Linked DNA regions of Gossypium hirsutum: region 1 is linked to region 2. Evidence: chromatin contacts called from public Hi-C data. All regions are on one chromosome and are shown on one strand. The core of a region is the stretch at or near the end of the contact, and the rest is flanking DNA. Distances in the headings are between cores, read along the strand shown. Region 1 has its middle 14 kb from the start of LOC121231410. Region 2 has its middle 19 kb from the start of LOC107951073.

The links. A called contact is a pair of places that touch in the nucleus more often than the background predicts.
Region 1: a contact with region 2 is called in a Hi-C map of leaf, with 2.0 times the contacts expected there. The contact joins two enhancer-like sites. A contact is called at or near these places in 4 of 34 Hi-C or Micro-C datasets (cotyledon, fibers and leaf).

What each region holds. Positions count from the first base shown.
Region 1 is chrA06:20,531,807-20,538,568 of Gossypium_hirsutum_v2.1, forward strand. No RefSeq gene overlaps it. Among protein-coding and RNA genes, the nearest start is that of LOC121231410, 14 kb to the right of the region's middle. Within about 2 kb of position 2,950, at least 5 of the 9 cell types and tissues checked have an H3K27ac peak or open chromatin away from gene starts, as enhancers often do. A contact at or near this core is called in leaf, where this site is marked.
Region 2 is chrA06:20,419,116-20,424,990 of Gossypium_hirsutum_v2.1, forward strand. No RefSeq gene overlaps it. Among protein-coding and RNA genes, the nearest start is that of LOC107951073, 19 kb to the left of the region's middle. Within about 2 kb of position 1,481, at least 2 of the 9 cell types and tissues checked have an H3K27ac peak or open chromatin away from gene starts, as enhancers often do. A contact at or near this core is called in leaf, where this site is marked.

The DNA.
Region 1 (6,762 bases), core at 1,700-4,199, 110 kb after region 2:
TAGAGTTTAATTCCCTTAGAACTCCCATCTTGTTGGTAAGCTTTAATCTTAACCATCAATGTATTTAAATTGTACCGTTAGATCTAGGGGAGCTCAACTATAAATTGTGGCCTTTCCTCCTATTTGTAATCATCCTACTTAGTTGTAATTCTTCAAAGTAATAGAAACACTTTGAGAGTATTACACAAACACTTGATGTGCTTAGTTTTCTTGTGGCTTTTTGTTTATTTTTTTGCTTCTTTGCTTAATAATTTGCTTCTACTTTATTTTGGTTTTCGTTCTGAATTCTCATCTTTTGATAGTTAGGTTGACTTAGGCGGATTTGAGCTAAGTTTCTGCCTAAGGTCGTGCGGTTTGGGAGATATAAGTTCTAACCTATTACAGTTGGTATTTGAGCCAATGTTTAGTAAGGTGCTGATTGAGATGATGAAAGGAGAAGATAAGCATATTGAGACCAGGGAGACCCGAGGGTAGAAAAGCTAACAGATCGAGAGATATGCTTTCAAATTTGTAAAGTGGAGTGGTCAATCTTGAGGAATCCATAGTGGTGTGAAGGAATTGCTTGAGGTAGTTGAGGGACACGTCGATGAGTTAGACTCAATGAATGAACAACTCCAAGGAATATGTGACAAAGGCTCTCAATTCCAATTTGGATGCAATGAAAGCGGCACTAAATATCATTGTGGATGATCAGACATAGAAGAATAATGCTCTCGAAACCATTGTAACAGTTTTAAAGGAATATATTGTGGAGCTCAAGGGGGAGCTTACTATCTATAAGTTTACTTTGGGTAATGAGATGTTGGTTCCGACTTTTAAGTAATGCAAAATAGATGTCCCTAATCTGAAAGAGTTTAATGGGATGAGGTTCGCAAGGGATGTGGACAACTTGTTATGGGGAATAGAGCATTACTTCTATGCGATGGGCATTGTAGATGATGTTACTAAGGTAAACACACTTCAATTTATTTTACTAATGTCGCTCTCTTATGGTGGTGTTATAGGTCCATGAATGAGAAATGAGGTAGGATTGTAATTAGAACTTTGGGAGGAGTTGAAAAAGCAATTTTACCCCCAATATGCCGTGAATGAGGCTCGGGCTAAGTTACGTTGGCTTATGCAACAAGGTACTGTTGGAGATTATGTCAAAGACTTTAGTGAATTGATGCTTCAAATCTTTAAATTGAGCGAGAAAGAAGCATTTTACTAGTTTGAATATGGAGACAAAACATGAGTTGTGCCAACAGGGTATAACTGAACTTATCGTAGCCATGACCGTATCGGAGTCCTTAATTGAGCTTGTATTAAGGAAAGACAAGTTTGAGTCTTTCAAGCTCAAGGAGAAGGGCAATGGTGGGGGAGATGAAGAAAGATAGGTTAAAAATAATAATGATGGTAATTGGAAACCACATAATGGGATGTTGAAGCCGAACAATAAACTGAATGAGATAATGAAGTGCTTATATTGTGGCCCGCATAGGATATGTGACTATTCGGAGCGATCTAAGATATCTGCGATTAGTAAAGAGAAAAAGAAGGCCAATGAAGAAAGGGTATTAAGGCTTGGATCAATGAAATGTTGGAATAGATGAACTTTATGAATATGTTGGAATAGATGAACTAAAATTCACTAAAATTTGACATAATTGATTGATAATAAATATATAGGATACGTTTCAAATGTAAGTTTGATTTCCACATCTTAAAAATAGCGACTTGAATTTGACGTTTTGGAGTTGCAAACTAAATATAATTTTCTTTCATAATTTAATTATGATTTTTGCCTTACCAAAAGCTTAATTCAGGCTTATCCTTATTTGCATTTCCTTTAACCTTTGTATATTGACTTGTTCAATTATGGGAAATTAATAATTATCACTTATTTCTCCTATGCATTTATTAAATTACTCATAAATCTCTAAATTAAAATATATTACGCATTTAAATTCATATCCTCCCATTGTTATCATTTAAATAGATTTAAAAACATATTTTTAAAAGTTATATATATATAATAAAAAAAACCATTTACATATGGGCCGACCTTAATAGTGTAAAAGGGATGCCTTAGTTGAATTTGTTACCCACCGAGACCCATACACACTAAGCCCAATAAGAAGATCAAAACGTAGTCGAAGCCCAACAGACCAGGTCCACTCCAGGCAAAATCTCCTCTGTTTGTACCACGCCGGAAATAAGTTGATTCAAACCCACTTATTTAATTCAATAGTTAGTTTAATTTTGGTAAGTGTTTGAAATATATTAATAAAGAAAATCATGTTGAACATAAACGAGACTTTGGTAAAATCCATAAAGTCAATCTCACTATTATATATATAATATATAAAAAATACAAAAACATGCTTACAAAATATTTATTATTTTCTAAAAATAATGATTTTTAGTCCTATTCTATTTGAGTTCAATTTGACACATGGATAGATGAAGTGAATCACAACCAACCAATCAACATATAATATATAGTAAATTGATTTTATTTCTTGTACTTAGAAGGAAATAAAACGAAGAGGACAAAAGAGTTTTTTGTTTCTATTTGACTAAGGTGATCTAAGTCGGTTGTATTAAATCATTTATGTGGTGGATTAATCAATTAAATAATTTTCTAAATCCACCAAATATTCTTCTTTACCGACAAGATAGCTGAGATCGCAATTTCTGCATTAACACCACTAGGATGATTCGTATGCAAATTATTGGATTGGAGGTAAGTAGTATATGTCACTTTTTTTTAAAACAAAAATAGATAATTATTTGAGGAAATAGGTATTTTTGGTAAGCAATTAATGGGGCTTTTAACATAATTTTAATTATGTTAAAATAAATAATAAAGGAAGGATTGGAGGGGTAAAATAACAATTACCCCTGGTTTGGACTTCCAAACCAGTCCAGTAGACCTTTTAACTCCACCCGATATTTTGGGAATATTGGCTTACCAACTGATGCTGTGTTTGAGTTCAAATTTCGAGCCCATCAAAGATCCAAAGGGACCTAGGCCACATGGATGGAAAAAATTTTGATTTGATCTCATAAAAAGTTCTCTAGCATCCTCTTGAACACACCCAGAATCCATAAGCCTCCGGTTTCCGAGCCTTTCCACTAAAAATATAGCATTATTGAATGTGAGTCAGAGAAACCGAACCCCCTTAAAAAATATTGACTTTGATTACGTGAGTGAAATGCTTTAGGGTTGTTCCACGTCCTAAACCCCACTTGGTTTTGATTTTCAAAACCCCCCTTCTTTTTTAATCTTTGGCAGTTCACATGCCTTGCAAATTTTCCCACTTTATTTATTCTTTTATATTTAAGGAATCTTGATGATATTTAATTAATTTATGTATAACTGTAATTTTTCACAACAAAACTTATCCAACTTATCATAAATGCATTAATAATTATTGGAAGCGTCTATTAAAAACTTCCAATTGTGTTTAATTAATTAATCACTTTTAAAAAATAGATGAGATACAAGGCTGGTTATTGGAGATAGTAGCATCACTAAGAAGTAAAGATTGCGACGCAAAGTCTGGTTTTGCTACTCAACTCTGCTTTGCATGCTATGCTAAATTAACTAATTACGCTCATCTCCTTATTACTAAGTTAATCACTATTGATAATTCAAGGACTAATAATGAATTTATGACAACTTCATCCTTCGTTTGAAGAGTCAATGTTGGGTGAAATACCATCAAAGCCAGACGGTGAAGTAGTTGTAATTAGATTGATTTCTTCATCTTATCTTCACTTTAAATCAAAATTTATTTTAACCATCAATTTTAAATTACCAACTATATATATATATATATATTTTAAAAACTTATCATATATATATACTCAATTTAAATTTATTTTAATTTAAATCTCAGTATATTTTAATTTTCATATTTAAGAGAGTGTATAATAATAATAAAATTTGTATTAGGATCTTTTGGGTGCTACAACAAGGGGCTTAGTCACTATTCTATTTTAATTTTAGTTGATCGAGTATATATTATTTAAGATTGTTTTATGTTTATACTTATAATTTTAAGATTTTATGCTTATGTTTTATGATTTACATATGTCTTCTTATATATATATATATATATTAGTGGAGTCTAAAAACTTCACTGATAGTGTACTAAATAATATCCCTTATAAAATACGCATAATACCCTTAACCTATTTATACAATTTAAAAGACTTGAAATAATTGTCATTCTAATAAATTAATTTTATTTAAGTTAAATAATTTATCTTTAATTAATTGATTGTGGAAAAGTGGAGGTTTTAAACATTGATATCAAATTCGAATTTTAGAGTCCTGAATTTGAATAAAATTAATGTTAAATAGTAAAACAGGCGTATATTTGATTTATTATTCACAGATTTCCCAGCTTTTTCTCCGTTAATTCCTCGTTAAAATGTCAAACGACATTTTGTTTTTATATAGAAAAGCAGAGTTGTTTTGAATTAGGGAGAGAAAATTCAGCAAAAGCAATAAAAGCTTGCAAACATCCCACTTGAATACTATTTTCTTCTAAATAAGCATTATTATATATTTTTTCCATACATGGATCTACCCCAAAATGACTTTCATTTCATTCATACAAAACACGGTCCTAATTTTCCACTTAAATCACAATATGCCCCCGTTGACTTTACTTATCGCATCACGGTCTCTTTCACGAATTTGCCCCTTTTATCACTGAATCACATTCCAATTCTTTTTCCTACAAAGCATGCTTCCCCTTATTTATTTAGTTTTTTCTTTATAAGGAGAGGAGGGTAAGATTATATTTGGATATTTGTTAAGATTGATTCCGGTGAGATTAATAATAATAGTAATCAGAGCCAGATTCAAGATTTACTTTAAGGAGGGCGAAACTTCTAAATCCGAACGATTTTTTTAACATAAAAAAGTATCAATTCTTCTTGGATACTCTCTCTCTCTCTCTGACATATGGCATGCGACAGGGCCATGTGAGGGTATTTCGAATGTTACACGGGTTAGCACACAGCTTGCGACACAACCGTGTGGAATTGTTTTGAAAGGTACACGGTTTGCCATGTGGTCAGTCGCATGAGTGTACCTTTTCACCACACGGCTTGGCCACACGGCCGTGTGAACCATATCTTTTTAAAATTTTTTAGATTTTCTTGAACTATCTGATTTGCTTTGAAATGATCACTGATTGTTCTTAAACTATTTTTAAGGCCTCGTAGGCTCGATTTAAGGCCCATAAGTGTATGTTTACTTTGATTTGTATTATTTTAAAAAAATATTGTTAATTATTCTAGTGAACTTGATGCTATTGTTATTGAATGTTCTGAAATGTATAGTGATACTTTATAACCCTAATCTGACAACGAAAGCGGTTATAGGTATTACATTTGCGATATGAGATGCCTCAATGTCTCTTAATTGATCATGTCGCTTACGTGAAGAAACAACCAAGTTGATTATACCAGTTAAGTATGAAAAAAAATTGACAAATAGGAATAACCTCCTTAGATGCAACTACTTGAGTTAATTTGAGACGATGAGTGAGGTAGTGAACATAGTATGCAAATCGACATTTTTTAGCAAATAACACTTGTATATTACTTGCACCATCATATCCTTGACCACGAATATCATCTACATTAAGGCAATGACACAAAAGAATTTCACGGATTGCCTTCTCCAAAGCTAACAGTGTGATGTCCTTCACATGAACTAAACAAAAAAAAATCATGTATAAAACCTTCTTTATCAATAAACCACAATACAATTTTCATTTGTTCTTTCTTTGACTCATCACAAGCTTCATCCACTATAATACAAAAATTTGAATCTTCAATCTTTTCTCGAATGAATCCTTGGATTTTACTTGCCAAAATAGAAAGAATGTCCTTTTGAATAGTCAGGCTAACATACTGTGCATTTTGAGGGGCATTTTCTAAGACAATTACCCCTACATCTTCATTATAAAAAGCCAATAGTTTTATTAGTTCAAGAAATTTACCTCGATTTCTTGAATATTGTGCTTCATTGCATCCCCTAAAAGAACAACCTTGAAATACAAGCCATTTGACAACATCTATTGACACCTTGAGTTGTAGTCTATTTCTTGCAACTTGTTCAAAATTCTGTTTCTTAATAATCCTCTCAATATTTTGCAACAAACTTTGAAGATCGAGATAATTTTTTATTGCATTCTTATGTAAATATGTAAATAATTTGCATCATTAACTACATGAGTAATAAAAGGACATTTAGATCCTTAATTGAACTTCTTACATGATCAAAATCATTGGCTTGTAAAAGTATTTCCATGAAGCACAAATGGCTTGTTGAAGAGAAAACAAAGAAGGCAATATGCGATATTCTTACTTGGTGAAAACTCGAGCCAATCCAGGAATAACTTGTACCAAGATGGGAGAAATTGATGTCCATTCTTGTTAATATATTGAGGAGATGTTAGAGCCTCACTTGGAGGATCAGTTGATATGGCCCAAACTTAATGTAAGCTCGATGGATTTCGTCTTGTTGATTTGAAGGGTAATCCCAAATAAATTTTTGAAGTCACGAATCACGCTCTAAAGAATAAGCATCAAACGCTTTTGTTTTAACTCTCGGCACCTTAGGAGGACATTTAGGAACTTGAGAAGACCCGATATCTCATTTAGAAGCTTGGGAAGTCTCGATATCTCATTCAGGATCTTGGGATTGAGAAGACCTGATACCTTGTTCAAGAGCTTGGGAAGATTCGATATCGCATT
Region 2 (5,875 bases), core at 231-2,730:
TTAATCAGTTAATATGCTATGAAATTGGGTTGGATTAAATGTAACATTTTTGAGTTTTTTTGAAGGGTTTAGGGTTTAGAGAAAACATAAAAAAAAATTACGCTAAAAGAAATGGAGAAGAAAAAAAATAGATGGAGAAACAAAAGAGAATGAAAAATATAGAAAAAAAAAGGAAAGTTAAAAAGATATAAAAAAAATTAAATTACTAAAAAGAAAAAAATATAGGGATCAATTATATAACTTAACCTAAATTTTTCATTTGAAATGATGATTTAACGTGCCACGTCAGCTTACTGTTACACCATTAATGACAATTAACGACTTAATGACTAAAATATTACAATACAATAATGTAAGTGACTAAGACGTAATATTTTAAATATAAAAAATTAAAATGTAATCTGAAACAATAAAAATAACTATTTTAATAGTTTACCTTAAAAAATATTATTTTGATGAATAAAAAAATTGATATATTATTTGGAAAACAATTGTTTTTTTCTAAATTGTTTTAGTCAAAAAGCCTTTCCTTGAAAGGGTTGCATCTTTTGTTTCTACATTCAACCTGACGTATTTCCTTACGTCCAGTTATCAAACTTCCAACAACTAATCTTTTGTTTGCTGTCAACTTCTAAAACTTCTTTCGTCCAATCTATTTATTACATGCAGACACCAAAACTTTTGGGTTTCGTAAATAAATAAATATAATAGCAAGTGTTAATATATTATTTAATATTTGAGTTAGATATTTATGTTAAATTTTATTTTAAAAAGTTAATATATTTTGATGTATGAAAGTAATAATATTGATTTTTTATGTTTAATTTAAGTTTGAATTTTTCATAATTTTGTTAATATAATAAATTTGGTGTTAATTATAAATTTGTTTAATTTTAGGTTTAATTTGTTAAATAAGTTTAATAAATATTATTTAATTTAGATTTTAGAGTTGATTTGATGAAAGTTATAATCAACCTTAAAACTTAAATAAAACACTAAAAACTTAAATATTATTACTTTCAAATACCAAAATATATAACTTTTATTCATATTAGAAAAAAGTGTGAAACTAATATAGCAACTTTGCTTTGCACTTTGCTAACTCTGAAAGAGGAAATTGTTGAAGTAACTTGAGCAATTGAAACGTTTGATGTTAGGTTGATTTATTTAAATTTAGTAGCAATTTAGGTTCAAAATAAATAATATATTATTTATGGATAAAGTGATGGGATTAAACTCATTTCATGAGCTCTTGGGCTTGATGTTTGTAGTACAAATATTTTATGACAACAAAGGAAACCTAGAAATATAAAAGAATCTCCATCAAGAATGAAAAATATCAAGGCAAGGAAACTAGGTTCTCACATTGGGTGGACAAAGAAATGAATGGACAATAAGTGAAGGGGAGGGACAGGATGGGCCATGAAGGATAAGATATTTTCTTTTATTACAACAACATTCATTATTCCAATATTATCTGGAATGATTTGGTTGGATAACCAAAGTCACCCACTTGCTCTTCCTTGCAGCTGCAACTTGACCTCTACAATATTCAGCTGTGGCCCATACAAATTAAAGCATACAAACATTTACCAAGGGAAATAGACAAAGTGAAGATAATTCTTGTTTTCACTGAATTTCTTAAGCTTCTGCATATTATCTATTTATGGACTTCAATCATCATGGATTATAAATAATATTATTAAATCTCTATATAAATTCAATGGATGTTTTAGAAGTTGAAGGTCATTTACATTATTTTTATTTTTATTTTTTAGTTTTTGGAGGTTAAAAACACATCCACTCTATAAATAGGTAGGAATATAAATGAACAGAACGTTCGATGAACTGTTCATAAATTATTAGTATAATATTTGTTTATTAAGATAAATAAACGAGTATTAGCAAAATTTTTATGTTCGTTTAATAAACGAACGAACACAAACAGAGGTGTGTTCGGTTCGTTTATGTTCACGAACAAGCTCATTTATAAGCTCATTTATTGACTTATTTATGACTCGTTTATTTATTGATGATATTTAATTATAAAAATATAGAGTTGTAAATGAACAAGGCGTTGATGAACATATTCGTGTATATGTGTGTATGTATTTATTGTTTGTTTGTTTGTTTATTATTTATTAACATTGTTCATGAACATGTTCAATTATATGTTCATGAGCATGTTCGTTTAATGTTTGTGAACATGTACGATTAAGTTAAATGAACATGTTCGGTGAACACTAAACAAACGAAAATAAACACATATTTTAAATAAACGAACATGAACAAAAATTTAAAATTCTAAATGGACACAAACTGAACACGAACAAGCTTAAAAATAAACAAACGAATATGAACAGAGGTTTGTTCGTTCAAGCTCGGTTCATTTACAACCCTATGAATAGGTTTAGATACTCTTCCTTGCATGATTGTCAAATAAAATACGCCTCGTTAAAATTTATTAATGAAGAAAAAAGTCATAATCTTCTATTATAAGTTGTCTTTTTAAAAACTTTATCAAGAAAATTTAATGAGATAAAACTTTCGTTAAAAGAAAATAGTACATGTCCTAAATATCTTCTAATGGCAACTTCACTTAATATCTTTGAGGTCATCACATTTCAATTTTATATACTAATCTTTCAAATTTTGTTGGCAGCGTCACTTAACATCTTTTGAGTTGGCATATTTCAATTTTATATACTAACCTTTCAAATTTTGTAGTTGTTTGGTAAATAAATCCAAATTATCACTAAAATGAATTTGTTAAACTTCTATATCGCATTTCTTCTTAAAAATAATTTTGGCGATACATGTTTTGTTCTATCTCTCTTGATATATTCTCCTTTTAATCGAGTGATAGATGCTGCATTAGCTTTGAATAAGTCAATTGACCCCTTTTTTTTTCCTTAAAATTTATAGAGGTAAATTACATAAATTCTGAATATGTTGTATCAATAGCCCTAACCAAACACTATTGATTAGTCTCATGCATTAGAATTATTTCTACACAATTTAAAGAGGCATAAGTTAATACTTGTTTTGTTGAACGCCATGATAAGTTGTACCTTCAAATGTAAATAAATGTCTCATTTGAGATTGATCTATAAGTGGATTCGATAAATATCCAACATCTATATAGTCAATTAATTGCGACTTAGAATCATTTGAATAAAATAACACCATACCAATTATTCCTTTGAGGTATCTAAAAATAAGTTTAATTCCATTAAACTATCTATGTGTTAAAGAAGAACTCAATCTCAAAAATGAACTTAAAAAATATTGTAATGACCCAATAGTCACGGGTATTGGAAAATGTATTTTCGGGTCTCCATTTTCGTAAAATGGATTCGTAAATAATTATTTAAAATATTTACGAAATTAATTGTGTAGTTAATTAGGTTTTGGTTAATTGAATTAGTTTTAATTAAGAGTAATTAGGTATAAAGAATAAATTGCATAAAGGGTGGAAGTTTAATTAAAAATTAGAGAAAAAGTGAAAGATTAAATAAGAAATTAAACCTTACTTAACAAGTGTACGGTGATTGTGTATACAAGTGTAAAAATAAAATACATACGTATATAATAATTTATGTATACTTAATACTAAAGAATATATTATATTAAATTAAATTAAATTATATTATAATTAAATAAATAAACAAAACAAATAAAAGAAAAAGAATAGAAAAAGAAACAAAGTTAAAAATGAAACAGAGTAGAAAAAGAAAGAAAAGAAAAAAGGAAAGAAAAGGAGAAAAGCTAGGGATTTCAAAGTTCAAAGTTTAATTGGTAAGTCAATTGAGTCCATTTTCTTGTAATTTTTTTTTTGTTTTTAGAATCCTAGAATTAAATACTACTTGATCTTTGTCAAAATTTTAGAAATTATTAAATTATTAAATATTTTCTATGTTGAATAATTTGAGTATTAGGGACTAAATTGATAGATTTTTAAGTTAGAAATGAAAAATGATTGAATTGTAGAATAAATTATAAGTTTTGAGTATTAGGGACTAAATTGTAAAAATTTTGAAATTTAGGGATTTAAGTGAAATTAGAGAGTTAAAACTAGTTTAAAGTGGGAATTGAATGAAAATATAGAATTAATTATGAGAAATAAAGTTAGTCTCGGTTTAGGGACTAAATTGGAATTTAGGCAAATGTTGAATAAAAATTGAAATATTCAATGCGAAAATTTAAATATATTGTATTGATGAATTTTAATTGTTTTAATTCCGTAGCTAACATTGTGCCGGAAACTTCGACTAAGAAAGGAAAAGATAAAGTTGACGAGGAGTAGCCTGGAAACTTCGGTTTGTATTTCTATAATCCGAATTTAAATATTATTTGTTGTATTTTTGATTTAATGATTATGGTAAGTGAATGAGGTGAGTAATTAGCATTTTGATATTGGATTGAAGGTATGTGAATTTGTGATTAATGTGATATTTGAATATTGGATGATTGTGGCATTTGAAAAATGAATTGAAAGCCTATTAATTGTATCGGGCTGAGTCAGATATAGATGACATGCCATAGGACTGAAAGAGTTCAGGGATTACTTCGACCTCAAGTCGATGAGACACTGGGTGTTAATCTATTACTTCAGATTAATTCGATGAGGTACTGGGTACCAATTTACTTTGGTTTAACCGATGAGACACTGGGTGTCAAATTATTACTTCGAATTATTCGATGAGGCAAAGGGTGTCAAACTGGTGTGTTTTGGTTGGATACGTGTATTCGTCTGAGTTTGAGTTGTGTTAATAAGGGTGATTAAAAGAAGCAATATTATGAAGGTATTTGATAATACCGAATGTGAAATGGAAATGAGGCATATCAATTGAACATATTGTGAAAAGCTATTTGAGATAGCAAATGATGAGAATTGAACGTATTATGAACAAATTGATAAATTAAATGACTAATGTTAATGTATGATTTAATGTACATGTTATAAGTATTCGGATTATAGAAATGCCACTGTTAGATTTGTAAAATAAATCTGAAATAAAACTTAATAAACTAGGATCTATCATGTCAAATTATCAAGAATAAATCAAGAACAAAACTAGATGCGGAAGCATACCTGAATCCATGAATTTCTTGAAGTTTTACCAGATCTTGGCGATTTGATCTTCCAAATTAGTACACAAGAAATTTAGAGAATATTTTCTCTCTCTTTCCTAATGATAGGATATTAGAAAAGATATCTTGTGTATAATTTGGGACCATAACCCTAATATTTATAACCTTGGCATATTAGTTCTAATCAAATTCGAATTAGCCCATCATTAATTAGAATTTGATTAGAATTCAATTACTAAAGTATCTACACATATTAGACCCATACTTTATTTAATAATTAAATCCTAATAAAATTTTAACCAAATTAAATCATTTTTAATTTGGGATAACCTATCATGATAGTAAATAATAACATGTAATTACCCTTATTATATATGTGATGTCCATATTTTCCAACAATCTCCCACTTGGACCACATATATATACTAATTACTTAATAATTACATGTCATTATATAACCCTATGAGCTCAAAATTTTACTATCATATCCAAAATGTATTCCGAACAATCTCGTCCATTAATTATGTTAACATAGAACCAAGTCAACTTTCATTACATATATTGTAACTAAATCCATCCATGATCACGTATATTAACACAACCAAATGACATAAATCAAGTATGGATGTGTCGCATGGAAATTACATGCAATATGATCTAAACATGTCTATTTCCAACTGGTCCTCTTTAAACTTAAGTGAGGTCAGTACCAAAATAATAAACATAATGAATAAACTGAATATTTTATTTCTGATCAGAAAATAACCAAATACATAAATGT